Regions from separate parts of the Oryctolagus cuniculus genome. Here region 2 is linked to region 1. The links are chromatin contacts, called in public Micro-C maps. All regions are on one chromosome and are shown on one strand. The core of a region is the stretch at or near the end of the contact, and the rest is flanking DNA. Distances in the headings are between cores, read along the strand shown.

What was found. Hi-C and Micro-C count contacts between places; a contact is called where the count stands out from the background.
Region 2: a Micro-C map of ear pinna shows a contact between it and region 1, with 8 times the contacts expected there. The contact joins the promoter of TPP2 here to the promoter of ERCC5 in region 1. A contact is called at or near these places in 2 of 6 Hi-C or Micro-C datasets (ear pinna and an unstated tissue).

Annotation. Positions count from the first base shown.
Region 1 is chr9:9,805,486-9,810,801 of mOryCun1.1, forward strand. It overlaps ERCC5 (ERCC excision repair 5, endonuclease), which reads right to left and starts at 2,751. Exons shown (of 15, transcript XM_051850455.2): 1 at 2,284-2,751. The coding sequence starts at 2,371.
Region 2 is chr9:10,086,792-10,092,107 of mOryCun1.1, forward strand. It overlaps TPP2 (tripeptidyl peptidase 2), which reads right to left and starts at 2,936. Exons shown (of 29, transcript XR_011378715.1): 1 at 2,666-2,936.

The sequences.
Region 1 (5,316 bases), core at 1,501-4,000:
TCCCAGGGCTGGAAAAGCTAAAATCTGGAACAATGCCAGAAATCACTTTCGTGAGAAGACTCAACAGAATGGTAACATTCTGAAGAATTTTTTTAATCCTATAGTTAGGAAACTCTAAATTTGCCATTATTATGCATAACATAAAGGTATAATAACACACTTACATGCATTTTACAAATGCTAAGGTCCATAAGAAACAAAAGTTAAACTGTTACTTCTATATTATTTGACACAGACATTGAGATTATATCAACAAACAGGACACTCACCTATACAGATAGTAAAAGATCAATTTATTTTAGGGATCCAACAGTAAATTATGCAGCTGGTACAGTCATTGGTAAGTTCTTCTTTAACAAACAAACAAACAAAATCTAAATATATTTCAGATGTCTGAATCTCCATGGAAAGAGAGCAAAGGGAGCAGGGTGATCTGGTGCAGCAGACTGAGCCACAGCCTGGGGACCTACATGTCACATCGGAGTGCTAGGTGGAGTCCCAGCTACTCCAATTCTGACTCAGCTTCCCACTAATGCATTCTGGGAGGCAGCAGATGAGGGCCCCAGTGCTCGGGTCCCTACAACCCATGTGGGAGACACAGATGGAGCTCCAAATTCCTGGTTTCAGTCCGGCCCAGCCCCAGATGTGGTGGGAATTCAAGGAGAGAATCAGCAGATGGAAGATCTCTACCACCACCACTACCCTGCCTTTCAAATAAAAAATTTAAAAAAAAAAAAAAGAAGAAGAAGAAGAAAGAAAGCCAACTGTAGACAGAGCACACTACACAGTACATATGAGATTATCACTGTAACCAGAGTATCTTTCATAGTCCTGTTTAACCTCTTAAGAGTGGTTTCATGTTCCAAATATCTCTTTGAGCCATCAACAAATATCCTATGTGAAATGTTTTTACCTTTCCTTAGACAATGCCTTAAATAGTTTGAATACTGAACTTCATGTGTCATCTCGATTTCACAAATTCTTAATTCCTCATAAGAGCTGCAACATAAGGCCGGCGCCGCGGATCACTAGGCTAATCCTCCACCTTGCGGTGCCAGCACACCGGGTTCTAGTCCCAGTCGGGGCGCCGGATTCTGTCCCGGTTGCCCCTCTTCCAGGCCAGCTCTCTGCTGTGGCCAGGGAGTGCAGTGGAGGATGGCCCAAGTGCTTGGGCCCTGCACCCCATGGGAAACCAGGAGAAGCACCTGGCTCCTGCCATTGGATCAGCGCGGTGCGCCAGCCGTGGCAGCCATTAGAGGGTAAACCAACGGCAAAGGAAGACCTTTCTCTCTGTCTCTCTCACTATCCACTCTGCCTGTCAAAAAATAAAAATAAAAAAAAAGAGCTGCAACATAAAACGACCCAAATCTTTGCTCAAGTTTTTAGTGTTACTGTGTCCAAAACTCACCCACCCATAGATCTAGGGAAATCTTTAGGGTGTGATGACACCCTCAGACCACTAGATGGCAACAACAGTGCACAGTCTAAAAAATCTTTCTCTTTTCCCCAACTCAAAGTACCCTGCATAAAAACCTTCAAGTCAAAATTTCATTACAGATAGATCTGAAAATTATTCACCTGGCAAAAAATAATCTCATGATACCTTAAAAATTACCAGTGTCCCATTATTTCTAAGTTGTTTATATACTGAAGAACTAACTTCTTTGCTGAATTCGCAGATTCCTGAGATGTCAATCACGTCGCTCCTCCCCTGGTCCTTCTATTGTTTACATAACTGGTCCCCATTTTGGAAACTGGTGTAAGGTACCTGGCATAGCAGGGTCAGTCAAAAAAGTGTTTTACTTGAACAAAAATTCTCAAAAAACACTAACATTTTAATAATTAATAATTTTTTAAAAAATTGAATTCCAACGACACAAGCAAATCAGCCAAATATGTGCACCAAAAAAGTCAATTCCAGGGGTAAGAAGAAAATAACTCTACACTTTTGAAATATTTCCAGTGACGTACAATATGAATTTCCAAAACCGTAATTTAATAGAAGCTGTCAATTAAAAGAACCGTCAACGGAGCAAGCCCAGCACAGCAGGAAATACTGATGGGCCCCACACCGACCCCGCGTGTCGCTTCTCTTATCACCGCCGCTTTCGCAGAGAATCACGCAGCGGGGCGGCGGGCACGGACCCGGACCGGTCCCCGCGCTGGAAGGCAGAGCCGGGGACGGAGCCCCGCACCCCACACCCCGCACGGTCCCGGTGTCCCCCGCCCGGGGAGCCCCGAGCCCCGCACCCGCACCCACGCGCCCACGCGGCGTTAGGATACCGACAGCCAGGATCTTGCCTTCCAGCGTCTCGGGGCTGACCTGCCGCCCGGAGCACTCCAGCAGCTTCCACAGCCCCTGGACCCCCATGAGGCCGCCGGCGGAGACCCTCGACTCGAGTCTTCCTGCAACAGGCTACGCCGCCGCGCGGGGCCCCGGGGATGATGGAAAGCAACGCAGAGCCCGAGGTTTGCCAGGGGCAACCGGCATCAGGGATAGCGAGGCAGACACCGCCTCCCGGAACAAGGGCGAGACCAGGGCATGGCCGCCTGCGGGAAGGAGCGGACTCTGTCCGACCCGGGGCCTCAGCGCCAGTGTCCGCACTCCTGAGGGAAAGCTGGGGTGAGCGCACGGACACCGCGGGTACCGCCCGCCTGCTCAGGTGGGTCCGCAAACCCACCAGAAATGGGCCACTCGGCTTCCGTCTGTTGCGACGACAGGAGCGGAAGCCTGGCGCCGCGCTCTGACGTACATTCGCTGCGCCCGCGGCGCGCCGGAAGTGAACGGGAGCTCCATGCCCCGTGCCGCCTTACCGAGGTGAGGGTTGACCGCGCGGCTTTCTGGGTCAGCCTCTGCTTCATTGCGCCGCCGGTTGTGAAGTGATACCAACGGGTTGTTTTTTATAGGTGAAGCGACAACTGAAAGGTGGTCTGCATTGAGTGTTTTTAAACTAATAGTTATTTGTAGGATAGCGTGTGGCAATTAGTAATACAGATTAAAGCCTTAATTTTTGAGATATAGTTTTCTCCAGGATCTGAAAGTTAGAATTCAGTGGCTTGTGCGTAAGAAAGGATATGAAATTCCCACATTAACTCCAGAAAGTCATCGGCTCCAGGACGCTCAGGCCAAGATTCGAATAACCAACCTTAGAGTGTCTGGCTTTATCTGTACAGAGGGCGTCCAACAAGTCTATTTTAATGAGGATTAGAAGTGATAGGTGCTGATCCCTTTGTTCAGTAGCGACTTCATAAATGTTACTGTTAGCTCACATATTCACCTGGGAACTGCAGTACTGAAACTAGATCGCTGCTTATTCACACTTGAACTATAGTGTTGAAACTGGATCCAAACTCAGAAAGATTGCTTTAAAGGAGCAGGTTGTATTTTTAAGGAATCATGTAATGAGACTATCAAAAGTAAGGTTTTTAGTAAAACAGAAATGGTTGGTTAATGGTAGGCCTGTTTAATCAATGTAGTCAAAATCAGTTTTCTATCAGGAATAATTCTGACAAAGTACATTGTGCATTTTCTCCATGTGTAAAATAATCCCTAGAACACTGTTGTATTTACCATTGGTCAGCTTTTTGTTATTGTAACTAACTTTCTTTTATTTATTTATTTATTTGACAGGCAGAGTGGACAGTGAGAGAGAGAGACAGAGAGAAAGGTTTTCCTTTGCCGTTGGTTCACCCTCCAATGGCCGCCACGACCAGCGCGCTGCGACGGGCGCACCGCGCTGATCCAAAGGCAGGAGCCAGGTGCTTCTGGTCTCCCATGGGGTGCAGGGCCCAAGCACCTGGGCCATCCTCCACTGCACTCCCTGGCCACAGCAGAGAGCTGGCCTGGAAGAGGGGCAACCAAGACAGAATCCGGCACCCCAATCGGGACTAGAACCCGGTGTGCCGGCGCCGCAAGGCGGAGGATTAGCCTACTGAGCCGCGGTGCAGGCCTATTGTAACTAACTTTCTAAAACAGAAAAGATATGCTTAGCTAACAGTTTTGAAAATTCACATCCAAGACTGAGTGACCCTGTTCAACACTGGTTTAGTCTCTAATGAGTGTTGCAGTGGGGGAGCAGTAAAGAATTGCTTGGTGAACCAGAGAACAGAATAATGGAGTGGCTGGGCCCAACTCAGGCTTTTATAACCAATCCTCAAACCAGAACTACCTTTCAGGGGCACGCCCCCAAATACCTTAGGATCTCCTATGAGGCCCACCTTCTAAGTACCATAATTGAATTATGTTTCCATTCTCTTACCATTAACATGGGGCTTTGGGACTTAAAGTCCTGCATAAGTTCTGGAAGCAAATCATTTTCAAACCATAATAGTAATATTATTGCCTATTCAGTCTTTGCCTCACAGCAAACTAAACCTACTCAAACCAAGAGCCAGCTTGACTGTTATTTCCTCCACTTCTGACGCTAAACAGGAGTTCCATAAATACTGTCCATAAATTGAGGCAGGTCTCCAGTCTAAAGCACTCCAGGATCAGGTGTTGTGGCGCAGCAGGTTAGGCCACCACTTGGGACACCTACATCTCATATCAGAGGGCCTGGGATTGAGTTCCACCTCCACTTCTGATCTAGCTTTCTGCTATGTGCACCCTGGGAGGCAGTACATGATGGCTCAAATAGGTTCCTACCAACCATGTAGGAGATGCCAGATGGAATTCCTGGCTTCTGGCTTCAACCAGGCCTACCTCTGGTGTTGCAGGTATTTGGGAGTAAACCAGTGGTTTGAAAATCTCATTCTTTCTCCCTCCCTCCATCACTCTCCCTTTCAGATAAATACAAATAAAGCTCTTCAGTGTACTCTGCCAAAAGAATCTACTTTTGGCAAATGTTACTTCAGTTCTCATCTGAGCCATCAAATAACCTTGTCTTGTAGCTTGAATTTCATCCTCCAAAATTTTTAAGTGGAAGCTTTACTAACTTAATACCTCAGAGTGTGACTGTATTTGAAGTTAGGTAATTAAGCTAAAATGAGGGCATTAGTGTGGGCTCTAATCCTGTCTGGTGTTTTATAAGAGGAGAAAATTTGTACAGTTGGGGACAGACCAGGGATGCCTACACACAGAAAAACCTGCATGAGGATACATTAAGAAGGCGGCCAGACGTGAGCCAAGGAGAGAGGAATCAAAACATGCCTGCCAAGACCTTGATCTTGGATTGCTAGCATCCAGAACTGTGACAAAATACATTTGTGGAAGCCACACAATATATGGCATTTTGTTACAGCAGTACTATCAAACTAAGTCACCTTGTGATCCTAGGAAGTTTCTTTATCTGTGAGTATTCTACCTTTTTTTTTTTT
Region 2 (5,316 bases), core at 1,686-4,185, 280 kb after region 1:
GTCCAAGGACATTGCCAAAGAATGAGACAACTCCCTGTGTTCCTTGAAGTTTTTACTTTAAGCCTCTATTCCTTTACTTAGATCCCATTTGGCTTTCCAAATGGCCAGTTCATCCTCCTCTTCCCTGTATTTTATTCTTTCTTTCCTTTTATTTGTATCTACCTTCTTATTGTATTTCAGTATGTCCCACTGTCCTATAAATAGGACAACTTAAAAAAAATTGAGCAGTAAATATACCATGTATGGTAACTCTGCACCTGTGCCAATTTAGTTGAAATATTTGCATAATTGAAAACTAGGAACATAATGTGTTAATGATGTATACATGAAACTACAAAATAACTTTGTAAAGGGCAAAAATCCTTAGTAAGTCACTCAGGGATTGGGCACTTAACTTAGTGGTTAAGAAGCTTGAAGCCCACACTGGAGTACCCAGGTTTGGCTCCCAACTATAGCTTCCCACCAATGCAGACTCTGGGAGGCAGTGGTGATGGTTTAAGTACTTGGGCTTCTGCCAGTCATGTCAGAGACCTGGATTGAATTTCCAGCTCTCAGCTCTGGTCTGGGCATTTGGGGAGTGAACTAGTGAATGGGAGCCTGCTCTCTCTGCCTCTCAAAAACAAAACAAAACAAGAAAAAAAGAAAGATGTCACTTAGGCTCATAAGTTCAGTCTACCTTGCTGAATTTCTTTTAATTGGAGGTAGTCAGGTCACTATCTCAGAAAAAATTGTCCGAAGGCCCAGCCTTGGCTGCTGTGAATAACATGGGGAATGAATCAGTGGGTGGAAACTCTCTCTCCTCTTTTACTGTCTCTTTCCCCCCTCTAACTCCTTCAAATAAATAAATAAATAAATCGTTTTAAAAATAGCTATCCAAAGAGTTATGCTTTCATTTGACTTCAACATTTTATTGTTTCAATACTTACATGTTTTTACACGTAAATATCTAACACATTCACCCTTCAGAGAGTTGATGATTAAGGAGCCAGCATAAATTCCTACTGAATATCCTTGCTTTTTAAAAAAACTGTTTATTTAATGCTTTTCTCAAGCATTTTAAAAAGTCACATGTAATTAATCTCAATCAATTTTCATAACAATACCGCAGCATGAAAATCACTGGTACTTGACAGAGTAACAGAGTAACCTGATAAACAGATCTGGAAATTCTACAAATATCTACTGAGCTGTATTTCTCTAAATTTTTGTGATACTCTTTTATTAACCTGACAACAGAACCAGTGAGCCGCACACCCCAGCTGTTCTCCTCCCACTTATCCCTATAAAATGTAAACACAGGCCACAGCAGAATGGAAGGCATTGCTAGTCTGTAATAAAGCCTCAAGGAGGTGATAGCTGCCACTGTTTTAAGTCTTAAGAGTTATTAGTACAACAATGACTATAAAAACTACAGTTGCCAGGAGGGAACTCATCATCAAAGCTGCCTGGCAGGGCCGCCATTGGGTGTGGGGTGCTCGCACCAGAGCGTGGTGTTGAAGAACTAAAACCAGGAAGCAAGATTCCTAGAGGGCTTCTATACAAAGTTGGCCAGACTGGCTTCCACTTTCCTAAGCCCCCATAATACGACCTCAATTAGCAGAAGGCACTGTAAATGATGCGGAGGAGGGGTGTATTAGGGGTAAGGAGAAAGAGATTTATTAAACGTTACTGTTTATGGTAGAAAGGGCAGTAAGATACAGAGGAAAACACTGGTAAACACAAGAGATCAAAATACAGCAGAACTAGTCGAGGAAGATTCGGGCAGGTAAGTTCTGAACACCAGTAAAATGTTGTTTACTAGTGGATTTCAACAAAAGCTTAAATTTATCAAAGTTAAACTTTTAAAAACAGAATGCTTCTAACAGAGACACACATTTTTAAAATTACCTTTGTACATGGTACCCTGATCTACGAATCTTAGAGGTGCGTAAGGCAAAACTAAGTAATTTTTGAAAACCGTAGTAATTAAAGCGCGTTGTCTTATGTTTCCAGATTAAACACACACACACACACAAGAATCGTTTCCAAAGGTACGAAAAGTTCGCCCGAAACAAACTAAACTGGATGCCTACGTAAAACGAATGCAAAGTCAGGAGAGTCAAGGACCCTACACACACACACTGCAGGAGACTGTTTAAAAATAGAATACACACAACCACAAGAAACAATTCCGGAAGTGGGCCGAGCGATCGTCTCGAAAACCCGGTCTCGTGTTCAAACTCCTCTTCCCCAAAAAACCCAATCCCCCAAATCACAGCCATGGCAATCAAGTTCTCGGAGGGTCTTCTGCCCCATTCCCCAGATCCGGGATTAAAAAAAAAAAAAACCTGCAAGATTCTGGCAGGGACCGGTGCCCGAGACGACGGCGCGGGGGTGGGGGGCTGGCGCCCTGAGGTGTCCGGCCTGGCAGCGCCCAGGCGGACCCGGGCTCCCCACGCCAGCCACGCCAGGCTCGCCGCTTTTGTCTGGCCAGCGGCACCACGGCCCTCGCCCCCGACACCTGGGCGCAGCCGGGTCCCCTGGGCGGGCCATGGTGGCTCTCGGCGCTGCCCACCCCGGCCTGGGCACGGCCGCAGAGCGGGGCCCCGGCCTGAGCGGGCTCCGAGGCCGCGTCCTCCCCGGCGTCCCCGGCCGCCCGCGCCCGGGCCCTCCGGGGCTGACTCACCTGCATGCCCGGAGCCCCCGGGTCGACCCCCGTGTCCAGGACCGCGATGAGCACCCCGCGCCCGTCATATTCCGGGTAGCGGCAGAGGAAGGAGGCGGCCCCGGTCTCTTTCTTTGGCAGGAGACCGTGGAAAGGGAAGGGCTCCTCGGTCGCGGCGGTGGCCATGGGCGAAGGCTGGAGGACGAGGAAGAGGCAAACTGCCAGGCTGCGCGCGGACGAGCGGCGCGAGGACACACGGGTGGCCGCAGGCCGGAGGCGGGGGCGAGGGGAGGAGCCGGCCGGCCCTCGGCCAATCGCGGCTCGCGGGGGCGCGGCGGCCAATCAGGTGCTGCTTCGTCAACCAACGGCGCCGCTCGGAGGCGCCGGCCCCGAGTGTTGCCCGGGCTGCAGAGAAGGGGGCGGAGTCTGAGAGCATAACTGGGGGTTCGGTTCTCGAACCTTTACAGAAACCCGCGTTTGGGGTGTTTTGGGAGCGAGTCAAAACTCTGGGCGTGCTGGACGGACACACCGTCCGCGAGGGCGAGGCCGGAGCCGCGGGGTTTCTGACCTGGAGGGCGTGGGGTGCCCCAGGCAGAGGAGTTGCTGAGGCTGGCCGAGTCCGGGGAGCCGCGGGGTGCGGGGAAGGCGCGGGCGCTAGGTGGGAAGGCCAGGCCGTAGATCCGGAGCTGCGGGGCTGGGACGCGGCGGGCGGGGGGCGGCTGTGCGTGGCGTCGGCAGGAAGTGAGTTTGTGGGCTCTCGGGGCCGGGAGAGACCCGAGAGTGAAGTGCGCCGCGCCTGACCTCGCTGCTTACCGTCGGCTTCTGGCGTTGGGGAGAACCCGTTGGTGAAGCGAGGTGAGGTTCCGGGTGGTTCCGGCGGCTTCCCGCCCCGTTACGGAGCCGTCCCGGGCGGCGCGTCCCTTTCAGTTTCCTCGGCGATACCCGTGTGTGTGTGTGTGTGTGTGTGTGTGTGTGTGTGTGTGTGTGTGTGTGTGTCCCCGTGAGAGTCCTCAGCGATACCTGTGCGTGTGTCTGTGTGAGTCTCCTCAGCGATACCCGTGTGTGTGTGTGTGTGAGAGTCCTCAGCGATACCTGTGCGTGTGTGTGTCTGTGAGTCTCCTCAGTGATACCCGTGTGTGTGTGTGTGTGTGTGTCCGTGAGAGTCCTCAGCGATACGTGTGTGTGTCTGTGAGTCTCCTCAGTGATACCTGTGCGTGTGTGTGTGTCCGTGTCTGTGAGAGTCTCCTCAGCAATACCCCTGTGTGTGTGTGTGTGTGTGTGTCTGTGTCTGTGAGAGTCCTCAGCGATACCTGTGCGTGTGTGTGTCTGTGAGAGTCTCCTCAGCAATACCCCTGTGTGTGTGTGTGTGTGTGTGTCTGTGTCTGTGAGAGTCCTCAGCGATACCTGTGCGTGTGTGTGTCTGTGAGTCTCCTCAGTGATACCCGTGTGTGTGTGTGTGTGTGTCCGTGAGAGTCCTCAGCGATACGTGTGTGTGTCTGTGAGTCTCCTCAGTGATACCTGTGCGTGTGTGTGTGTCCGTGTCTGTGAGAGTCTCCTCAGCAATACCCCTGTGTGTGTGTGTGTGTGTGTCTGTGTCTGTGAGAGTCCTCAGCGATACCTGTGCGTGTGTGTGTCTGTGAGTCTCCTCAGTGATACCCGTGTGTGTGTGTGTGTGTGTGTGTCCGTGAGAGTCCTCAGCGATACGTGTGTGTGTCTGTGAGTCTCCTCAGTGATACCTGTGCGTGTGTGTGTGTCCGTGTCTGTGAGAGTCTCCTCAGCGATACCCGTGTGTGTGTGTGTGTGTGTCCGTGAGGGTCCTCAGCGATACGTGTGTGTGTCTGTGAGTCTCCTCAGTGATACCCGTGTGTGTGTGTGTGTGTCCGTGAGAGTCCTCAGCGATACGTGTGTGTGTCTGTGAGTCTCCTCAGCGATACCTGTGCGTGTGTGTGTGTCCGTGTCTGTGAGAGTCTCCTCAGCGATACCCGTGTGTGTGTGTGTGTGTGTCCGTCCGTGAGTCTCCTCAGCGATACCTGTGCGTGTGTGTGTCCGTGAGGGTCCTCAGCGATACCTGTGCGTGTGTGTGTGTCTGTGAGTCTCCTCAGTGATACCTGTGCGTGTGTGTGTGTCCGTGTCTGTGAGAGACTCCTCAGTGATACCCGTGTGTGTGTGTGTCTGTCCGTGAGTCTCCTCAGCGATACCCGTGTGTGTGTGTGTGAGAGTCCTCAGCAATACCTGTGCGTGTGTGTGTCTGTGAGAGTCTCCTCAGCAATACCCCTGTGTGTGTGTGTTTGTGTGTCTGTGTCTGTGAGAGTCCTCAGCGATACCTGTGCGTGTGTGTGTCTGTGAGTCTCCTCAGCGATACCCGTGTGTGTGTGTGTGTGTGTCCGTGAGGGTCCTCAGCGATACGTGTGTGTGTCTGTGAGTCTCCTCAGTGATACCTGTGCGTGTGTGTGTGTCCGTGTCTGTGAGAGACTCCTCAGCGATACCCGTGTGTGTGTGTGTGTGTGTGTCCGTCCGTGAGTCTCCTCAGCGATACCCGTGTGTGTGTCTGTGAGAGTCCTCAGCGATACCTGTGCGTGTGTGTGTCTGTGAGAGTCTCCTCAGCGATACCCCTGTGTGTGTGTGTGTGTGTGTGTCCGTGAGGGTCCTCAGCGATACCTGTGCGTGTGTGT